Linked DNA regions of Mus musculus: all the other regions are linked to region 1. A link is a contact called in public HiChIP or PLAC-seq data. All regions are on one chromosome and are shown on one strand. Each heading gives the region's core, a stretch centred on a gene start, on an enhancer-like site or on the middle of the called end of the contact. The rest is flanking DNA. Distances are from core to core; before and after follow the strand shown.

Region 1 (3,303 bases), core at 224-2,723:
GACACACACACCGACAAAGACACAGACATACACACATACACACACAGATACACACACAGATAAACACATTCACACACACAGGCACACAGAGACACACAGACACAGGGACAAAAACATACACACAGAGACAGACAAACAGGCAGACACACAGAGATACACAGGCACACAGACATACACACAAAAACACATTCACACACACATTCACACAGAGACACACACATTCACACAGAGACACACAGACAAAGACACACACAGGCACACAGAGACATACAGACACACACACAGATACAGACAGACAGACAGACACACACACGTAGACACACACACACACACACACACACAGAGGCTGTGAAGAACTGTTTTCCCAGCCCAGGCTTATTTTACAGGCAACCCAATATACCTCAGACGACTTGATTTTTTTCACGTGAAATCTCTTTTTCATGTCATCAGGGATTCTTTTCCCCTCCTGCCTGCTTTGGGCTATTCTCCTATCCAAGGTGGCCTTCCAATTGTCCTCTACAGTTCCCATCCCTCTGGATTCAGCTTCCTGAGTTACCTACTTTGCCTCCTCAGAAGTTCCTACTTCTCAGTAGAGAAGCTGTGTGTTCTTCTGACTTCCTCAGACCGAAGGATAAGCTCCTTAAGTTTGCATGTTTATATATTCATCTAAATCCTCCTACCACGCAGCTGAGGATGGACACAAACCTATCTTGCAGCCTTCAAAACAGGGGAAGCGCTTCCCAATAGCAGCCACTAGAGGTCGCTCATCCACACACTCTTGCCCGGCCCAGGTTCCCGACTGCACATGGATTACTAGACAAGCTGGAAGTAGGGCAGGCTGTCTTTATTTCTTTTTCTCTCCAACACAGCCTCGGGCCATCAGAGCTTCTGATGTCAGGGTCCCTGCCGTGCAAGCTGCAGAACAGAAAGCGCTGCGAATCACAAAGGTCACTGCCTCTGCTCTTTGCATCCACTGCTCACCTGAAATCTTCTGCTTCTCCGCCAAGAGCCCCAGCCCAGGTTCTGATTGCTTTTTCCCAGCTCCAGTGTTCCCGAAGTGGGAGGGGGAGCATGTGACCACTGAGTGCAATGTATATGCGTGCTTACAGATTATGCCTCAGATCAGCGATGTGTGGAGAAAGATTTCCACACACATGCTACTCCTATGATCCTCGGGGAGTTTCTGAGCTGGGCACAGCGCTGGCCTTTGCATAATAAGCCCTAGCAAATGGGCCAAGCTTAAGGTAGAGACAGTGATCAGATCATACTTAAGAGACTTCATGAGCCCAAAGCACCACTATGAAGCAGTAAGTTGGGAGATCGGACTAATGCTGTAGATGGGTGGGAAGGGAAGAAATGAAGGCAGCTCTAGCTCAGAGAAATATGAGCCTTGCGTGGCTGAGAGCCTAGCATGGTGTCCTGTGGGCATTTAGGGGGCGGGCAGAATGCCGATGGGAGTTGACAGTGACTCATTCAAGTGGCCGTGTCACTTGTAAACATCCAGGGAGTGTGCAGATGCTGGGAAGCAAGCTAGCACAGTGTGGATGAGTGAAGTTCTGGCTGCCAACCCCCCTAAAAGCAAGCTCAAGCATGCCACCGGCAGTTTCTAAAGTAGCGTTTAGACCTGCTGGCCAACTTCAAAGGGAAGGCACCCTGATCAAAAGGCTGTATTCATGAGCATGTGCAGCTGGACTCCCTGTGCTCTGGCATTGATTAGCCATGAGTTAAGCCCTCTGTACCTCAGCTTGCTCACATATGAAATGGGACTGATAGTCCTAGCCCCCCACCCCCCCCCAACCCCCGCCTCACAGGTGTGGCTAGACACAAAGTCCTTAGAGTATAGTGCCTGGTGCAGGTCCAGGGTAGAGTCACATGTTACTGAGTTTGAAATGCAGCATCAGGACATCATTGAGCCAACTTGTGTACACACATCTAGACAAGCAAGACATCGAGAAACTATGCTTTCCAAATGGTCTTCTTGTTCTGGCGTAGCAAGTCGGTAGGGACACCTGGGAGCAGAGTTGGATTGCCTTTGCCCTCTCTCTCTCTCTATCCCTGCAGGCCACCAGTAGTGTGTGTATTGTCACACTGGGAGGCTATGCTAGAAGATCCTGGGGTTTTCACCATGCCAGGTCACAAAGAGCCCTGATTTACAGCCCTGTAACAACACTACTTTTAAAGAAGTCTCTCACCTTGCCTTAAAGCCTTGAAGTGGCCACCAACTCTACCTCCCTGTGAATGGGGCTGCTCTCAGGTCTCCATTTTCAGAACAGAGAGGTATCGTCCATATGAAAGATCATGTTCCGCAAGTAGCTCCACCCCCTACCCCCAATCAGCTTCCCCAGAGTATCCAAGAGCCACCAGCCCTGGGAGGCCCACTGTTCATTCTGACACTGAGCAACAAAATAACATTCCTTGACTAGCTCAAACCACCTGGAACCTCGACATTGTGGGTGGGTCCAGTTTCAAGGCAGAAAGGGGTCCCGATTGTCTTGCCGCTGAGATACAATGTAGCTCTGTCTGGTCTTCCATCCAGGCCATTGGGGGCTCCTCCAAATCTTACAGCACCTCATCTGAGTAGTTTTCCAGTTTGGGAAATAGGGGTTCAGAGAGTACAGGCTGGCCTTGAACTCCCCAAGGATGACTCTCTACTTCTGATCCTCTTGTCTCTATCTCCCAAGTGCTAGGATTACCACCCTCAGCTTCCAGTTTCCATTGCCTTCCACAAATCAGATCCTTAAACAGCTTCGATCGCCTTGTACACATTTTTCAAGACCATAGCTGCAAACTGGGGCATGCTTGATTGGAGAGCAATAACCATCATCGATTTTCCACCTCCGTAGCCCTTAATCACTTTAAATTTCATTTCCAGGTCAATTACTCCATGTGACCTCTTGCTGGTAACATTAGCAGCAGATTTTTATATTTAGGGTCCACGATGAACAGAGCATGAGGTTAAATCAAGCACCAGAGAACGATGCTATCAACACACACTGTAAACCTAAACACAGGATCAAAGGATTCAATGGCGAGTCACACATCGTGTTTACAGTAAGTCCCCCCCCCCCACTAAGATAAATTGTGCTGGTCAGTTTTAACTATCTGCTTGAACCTAGGATCACCTGGGAAGAGAGTCTTAATGGGGAATTATCTAGACCAGCTTGGCCTGTGGCTATGTCTGTGGGGGATGCGTTTTTGATTATTAACAGAGGTGGGAAGGTCTACCCTGAACACAGGTGGGACCATTTCATAGGCTTAGCCCTGAACTGATCAGTGGGGGAAAGAGCGATCTGAGCACAAGAA
Region 2 (3,303 bases), core at 507-3,006, 440 kb after region 1:
CTGTGCCAGAAGCCCCCAGCCACGGGTACCTTTTCATCCGAAACAGTGTGGTGTATGGGGCTGACCAGTTCAGATTTGTCCTTGGGCTACAGACACAGTGTTTGTTACCGGCAAGGGCTTACGTGATTCTATGCTGTGTGTGAGCAGCCAAAGGGCACAAGTTTATTTAGATTTATTTACTTGTCTACATTATTTGAGATGCGGTCTCATGTAGCCCAGGCTAGATTTGAGTCCCCTCTGTAACAGAGAAGGATCTTGAATTTCTGACCATCTTGCCTTTACCTCCAAGTCTTGGGAGTACAATCATAAGCCACCATCCCTTCTTTGCTGTGTGTGTATATGTGTATGTACCTGTGTGTTGTGGTGGTGGTGGTGGCAGCGGCGGTTGTTGTTGTTATTCTGGTACACAGTGATGGAGATCAAATCAGGATGCATGCTAGGCAAACATTCTACCGACTGAACTACAACCTCAGCACCAAAACTTTCAATGAAGTCTGACTAAATTTGGCCCCCCTTTCGGTGGTCTAGGCTTCTAGAGGGTGTCACATGCTGGTACGAAATTGGACATGATATCAAAAGATGGCCTAGTCGGCCATCACTGGAAAGAGAGGCCCATTGGACTTGCAAACTTTATATGCCCCAGTACAGGGGAACGCCAGGGCCAGAAAGTGGGAGTGGATGGGTAGAGGAGTGGGGAGTATATTGGGGACTTTTTGGATAGCATTGGTAATGTAAATGAGGAAAATACCTAATAAAAAAATTAATTCTAAAAAAAAAAAAAAGAAATAGGACATGATTATTTCATTTGGAAAATAGAAGCAGAACTTACGTTGCAGAACTTGAAGCAGGACCATTGGGCACAGGAGGAAGTAGGCTCTCCTGGTCTATAGGATGCAGCCAGCCACTCCCCAAATAGACTCTTCATCAACTCTTGTCTTTGAGGTCTCTTGAGCTTCAGAATCAGAGCAGTTCGTGTTGGTCCAGAGAGGGTGTCATGAATAGCCTGGTTTGCTTTTCACCACTACGTAATTTTGAACATGGATAAGGGTAATGGAGATATGTGGGGGGAACAGTTTCTATTACATCCAGATCTGGTGTCCAGGTTATCTGCTTCCTTCTACCTGGGCCTTTCCTTTCTCCAGAACAGTTTATGGGCCTTTCCACTTCCTTTGCCTTCTTTGTTTTATGTTTATCTACATGTAAGATTAAAGACTCAAACATCATGAGCAAACTTAAGTACTGTATGCAAGCTTTCTTGGTTTCTAGGGCTACCAATTTTGATAAGATACACTAAGCATTTAATGATAAGTTTTCTACCATGGGGGTGGGGTATTACTGCTCTTTTATATATGTGCTGTATATAAAATGAATCATAGTTTCCACAGTGCTAAAATGAGCAAATCATGTGGCCTCATACACAAGCTATATGTGTAGCATAAGAGCTGTAGCATGTGCCTTTTCCTGGGGAAATATGAACAAGTGAATGTGCACCTAACCATGCTAGATGGGGCGTTGGTGAGCAGACCAAAGATACACTTCCACCTGAGTCTAGCTTGTTGGAGCAGCAAGCCCACTGGGGTTGCTCACAGGACAGGAGTGGCTCCTGCCCATCCCAGCATAGGTAATGACTCCTCCTCAGGATGACATCACTTCATTCCCCCACGTGATTCACAAACAGCTTCAGCAAGGAGTCTCCTCCCATTCACAATGACTGACTGTCATCTGACTCCTCAGAGGAGACTTCTAAGTTTCCCCAAGTCCTTGTGAGCTTCCGCATCTCACTCCAGGAGGGAATGGTTTGTTTGTTTGGGAGGAAACACATGCATTCCAGTCCTGCTATTTCACACAGGTTTTGCTGTTTAAAAAGCAATGCTTTCTGGGAAAGCCCAGGAAATCCCAGGGGTCAAGGCTGACTTCTGGGGATCCACAGGACCAGGAATCAGTGCGGGCTTTAGGAAAGTAACACAGAAAACTCACTCTGAGTAACCCAAACTGGAGGCACACTGCTAAGCAAGTAGGCAAGCTTCACCGACCCTCATTTCCACCAAAGGTACCCCATTTCTCAATAAAGCATGTCCAAAAAAGGGGTGAAGGACACAATATACACACCAGGTGGGAACAGGAGGGAAACAGTCTGGACACCCCTCTCTCTGACCAGCTGTTTAGATGTATGTATGTTCAAGAATTGGAGCTTTGCCAAATGGAGAGTTCTGGATTAATAATAATGGTTGTATACAATACTGTGAATCCACTGAGGGCCACTGAGCTGCACACTCAAGATGGTGGCACCGAAGCTGGGGAGATGGCTCAGTCCATACAGTTCTCGTCACACAAGCAGGAGGACCTGAGTTTGACCCCCAGCACCCACACAAAAAGCCAGGCAGAGTGGCATCCACGTGTAATCTCAGTGCCAGGGAGGCAGAGTTGGGCTAACAGGCATAGCCAGAACAGCAAACCCAGGTCCCAGTGAGCCCTGCCTTGAAAGCTAAGGTGGGTGCACACATCTGCACATACATGCACCCATACATGAAAATGTAAAGGAGTGAGAAACACTTAAGATAGTAAGTTTGGTGTGGATGTGTCCATGTGCATGCATGTTTGTATATTCATAGATATCCTGAAGGTTGGCTGAAAATACCTTTTTGTGTCTTCTTCTTATCTACATACATCTTCTAGTTGACTACTTTTATTCATCTGTTTGTTTGTTTGTTAATGCATATAAATAATTATGGAGGCCAAAATTAAACCTTGGCTATCATTTTTCAGGAGCCATCCACCTTGTTTTTCTGACAGTCTCTCTCATTGCCTAGAGCTTTCCAAGTAGACTAGGCTGGCTGACCAATGAGCCCTGGAGGGTCCATCCACCTTGTTTCTGCCTCCCTAGCAGAGGTATTCAAATCATGTGCTGCTACATCTGGCTTAAATTATGTAAGTTCTGGGAATTGAACTCAGGTCTTTTTGCTTGTAAGATGAACATTTTATCCATTGAGGTTAGTTTGGGCGAAAGCCACATGAACGAGAATTACTGCCTAGAAAAACAGGCTGAATTTAAATCAGCATCCTTTGGAATTTAGCTAGTGTCCAGCCATACAGAACTGTGGGATATCTTGGCCTTTTTTTTTTTAAGTAGAAGAGAGACACGAAGTCTCAATTGCTGAGGGAGAGCATGTTACAATGCCTGGGCCTGTGCTGAGAATGGTCACTTCTCCTTTGTTGCCTGAGCATCATGAGTCTGGGGGACATCAAACTTGGGGTCTTCTGAAATAAAGAATCAAGTCATAGAGGAGACTGTCTCCATGTGAG
Region 3 (3,303 bases), core at 296-2,795, 340 kb after region 1:
CATTATCATCATCAGTTCCATTATCAACATCAGCATTATTACCATCAGCATCCCCTCAGTCAGCATCACTAACATCAGCATCATCAGGACATAACCCAAAGCACATGCTTTTCTAGGTTCTGAGATAATGTCTTTATAAATATCCCACTTGATAGATGCATGATCCTGCCACAGGATCTTTGTCTTACTCTAACATAACACCCTCTGCCAAGTTCCAGTATTACACCCTGTGATGGTTTGTATATGCTTGGGCCAGGGAGTGGCACTCTTAGGAGGTGTGGCCTTGTTGGAGTAGGAGTGTCACTGTGGGAGTGGGGCTTTAGTACCCTAGTCCTAGCTGCCTGGTAGACAGTCTCCCACTAGCTGCCTTCAGATGAAGAAGATGTAGAACTCTCAGCTCCTCCTGCACCATGCCTGCCTGGATGCTGCCATGCTCCCGCCTTGATGATAACAGGCTGAACCTCTGAACCTGTAAGCCAGCCCCAATTAAATGTTGTCCTTTAAAAGACTTGCATTGGTCATGGTATCCCTTCAACTGGCTGAGTTTCTCACTGCTGCATGGACAGATACTCGGTCATCTCCATTTATTCGAGAGAAGCTTAACAGTCTATGTAAGCAAAGCAGTACCTATTTCTTCCAAACCTGTATCTCCAGAGTTTGGATCTAGACTTCATGTGTCTGGAGGCACAATAATTATATACCGAGTGTATGTGCCATTCAATTGGCCCAGTAATTCTGTGCTAATACTAGTTACGTTCTGCAGAGTCAAACAACAGAGGCTCGGTGTGTAAATAACTTGACCATATTTGCTCAGCTTGTGAGTAATGGGGACTATAATTCAAAGTCATTGTGTCTGTCATCAGGGCCATTTGCCCGACAGCTCCATTTTGCTATCCATCATTTGCTGCTGCATAGAGGATCTTCTTTTCATGCAATCAAATCATCATTTGTTTAATTCCTTGAATTCACCTTTATAGCATAGAATCATGTTCTGTTTAGGATCATTTCTATTTGCATGTTCAAAGGTCTCCCCGCTGCTCGCCCCCATTTTAGCCTGGGTTGCTGCCAGCCCTCTGTAGCTCACTGGAGGCTAGCTCCTGGCATTGTCTAGGCTCTAAAGCTCTGTTGGTATGCAAAAGCTGCAGACCTGTTTCAAGGAGGAAGCGTTCCCAGGTGATCCACGGGGTAGCATTATCTCTGCAATGTATGTCGCATCATGCCTCGTCGAATGGCGTCTAATGACCTTGGGTCTGAGCCGGTGCTGACATGTGACCCGCGCTCATTTGTCACTTTCTACATTGTGAGATGTACTGAAATAACAGGGAAGAGGAAAAAGCAGACGAGGGCCTCTCCTGGATGTCTGGAAACGGTTAGCAATGCATGCAGCATTTACTCTTGTAATTCTCTTTTGTTTGTTCTGGGTTACAAGGGCCAGCTTTGAAGTTAAAAATAAAACAACTATTGTTAGAAGCTGAGGTGGTCACCCTTTATAGTGGAGCCTCAGGTCCGGATGAGTCACTGCAAAGACTCCTCCTGGAATGTTTGCAGGGCTGGCCAGTGGGCTGGATAAATGCTGGCGTCCTTAACTGGGCTGTACCAAATCCCTTCCTGGCTCCTTTTGATTTGGTGCAGAGGGGGAGGCCCAGGGGCTCACAGGAGCCAGGCAAATTCCACAATCACTTAGCCCCAGACAGACCCAGACCAAGCCCCAGTACCCTTGATAGAGCCCATTCTTTTTGCCTAGCTAATCTCCCTCTATACTAGTGGTTCAAAGCCTTCCTAATGCTGTGACCCTTTAATATAGTTCCTCATGTTGTGGTGACCCCCAGACATAATACTGTCATGTTGCTATCTCATGCCTGTGATTTTGATATTGTAATGTATATATCTTATATGCAGGATATCTGATTAAAAAAAACAAAAACGCCTAAGTGGCAGAGACACACAGGTTAAGAACTTGTTTACCTAGCTGTAGAGCCATCTGTTCCCTGTATGCTGAAACTCATTCTTAGGTCTTGTGTTAGCCAATTGGTTATCAGCAGCCCATGCTCCTTGAGTTACCTGGTTTCTCTGCCAGTCACATCTTTGGACCTGGTTTGACTTAACACTATTCAGAATGGCTCTGTTAAAGGCTTCATGTTATCTGTTGCTTTTTCGCCTCCTCCCTCTTCTCTCTCTCTCTCTTTCTCTCTCTCTCTCTCTCTCTCTCTCTCTCTATATATATATATATATATATATATATATATTCATTTGCTGCTGCGTAGAGGATCTTCTTTTCATACAATCAAATCATCATTTGTTTAATTCCTTGAATTCACCTTTATAGCAAAGAATCATGTTCTGTTTAGGATTGTGTATGTGTATATATATATATATATATATACATATGTATATATGTATATATACATAGTGTATATGTATGCCTATATAATGTGTGTATATGGATATGGATATATGTGCATATATATATATATGTGTGTGTGTATGTATGTATATGTATGTGTACATATGTATGTCATGTGTATGTATATATAATGTGTGTATATATGTGTATATGTGTATGTGACTGTGTGTGTTTTGCCTGCATGACTGGGTATCACCTATATGCAGTGCCAATGGGATCCAGAAGAGGGTTTCAGAACCCTTAAAACCAGAATTACAGATTAGGGTACCATGTGGGTGCTGTGAATCAAAGTTGGGTCCTTTGGGAGAACAGCAAGTGTTCTTAGCTGCTGAGCCACCTGTCTAGTCCTTTTTTTTTTTTTTTTTTTTTTCACTAAGCATTTCTTCACTCTGTATCCCAGGCTGCCCTTGAACTCACTACATATTCCAGGTTTCTATTACACGTGGGGCAATCCTCCTGCTTTCTACTTAACTTCTCAGTCTCAGACTCACACTCACAAGTGTATGGATAACATGTGTGAGCTACTACTTTGCCTCTCTATGCTGTTCATGCCTTTCAGGGTCCTAGGATCCTCAGAAATGAAGGTCTCCATCTTGGCTGGTGTGTGTGTGTGTATGTGTTTTAAAAAACCTGTGTTTACTACTTTATATCTTCAGCCTTTGGAGACTTCTATTTTCATCTGGCAATTAAATAAGCCATGGGTTCATTCTACTGTAAAAGTTTAAAATCAAAATAGTAACTATCTGTCAATCTATCTATCTATCTATCTATCTATCTATCTATCTATCTATCTATCTATCTATAGTTAATATTTTATATTATCAATTCCATTTATTAATAAATCGGAAGCAGGGTCACAGCTTTTCCCTGTGGACTCCCTGACTATGTTAATTTCTGCT

What was found. HiChIP or PLAC-seq counts read pairs in DNA pulled down with a chosen protein or histone mark.
Region 2: a contact with region 1 is called in an HNF4G HiChIP or PLAC-seq map of pancreatic cancer cells. The contact joins two enhancer-like sites. A contact is called at or near these places in 3 of 115 datasets of contacts at active chromatin or transcription factors (embryonic basal ganglia, memory CD8 T cells and pancreatic cancer cells).
Region 3: a contact with region 1 is called in a FOXA1 HiChIP or PLAC-seq map of pancreatic cancer cells. The contact joins two enhancer-like sites. A contact is called at or near these places in 2 of 484 Hi-C or Micro-C datasets (cerebral cortex and embryonic stem cells), 4 of 115 datasets of contacts at active chromatin or transcription factors (bone marrow-derived macrophages, embryonic basal ganglia, memory CD8 T cells and 1 more) and 1 of 9 other capture datasets (embryonic stem cells).

What each region holds. Positions count from the first base shown.
Region 1 is chr13:46,159,666-46,162,968 of GRCm38.p6, reverse strand. No RefSeq gene overlaps it. Among named protein-coding and RNA genes, the nearest start is that of Gm45949, 100 kb to the right of the region's middle. Within about 2 kb of position 1,473, at least 78 of the 459 cell types and tissues checked have an H3K27ac peak or open chromatin away from gene starts, as enhancers often do. A contact at or near this core is called in pancreatic cancer cells, where this site is marked.
Region 2 is chr13:45,717,399-45,720,701 of GRCm38.p6, reverse strand. The region is part of intron 5 of Atxn1 (ataxin 1); the gene reads left to right. Among named protein-coding and RNA genes, the nearest start is that of Gm34582, 190 kb to the right of the region's middle. Within about 2 kb of position 1,756, at least 56 of the 459 cell types and tissues checked have an H3K27ac peak or open chromatin away from gene starts, as enhancers often do. A contact at or near this core is called in pancreatic cancer cells, where this site is marked.
Region 3 is chr13:45,818,938-45,822,240 of GRCm38.p6, reverse strand. All of the region lies in intron 3 of Atxn1 (ataxin 1), which reads left to right. Among named protein-coding and RNA genes, the nearest start is that of Atxn1, 140 kb to the left of the region's middle. Within about 2 kb of position 1,545, at least 78 of the 459 cell types and tissues checked have an H3K27ac peak or open chromatin away from gene starts, as enhancers often do. A contact at or near this core is called in pancreatic cancer cells, where this site is marked.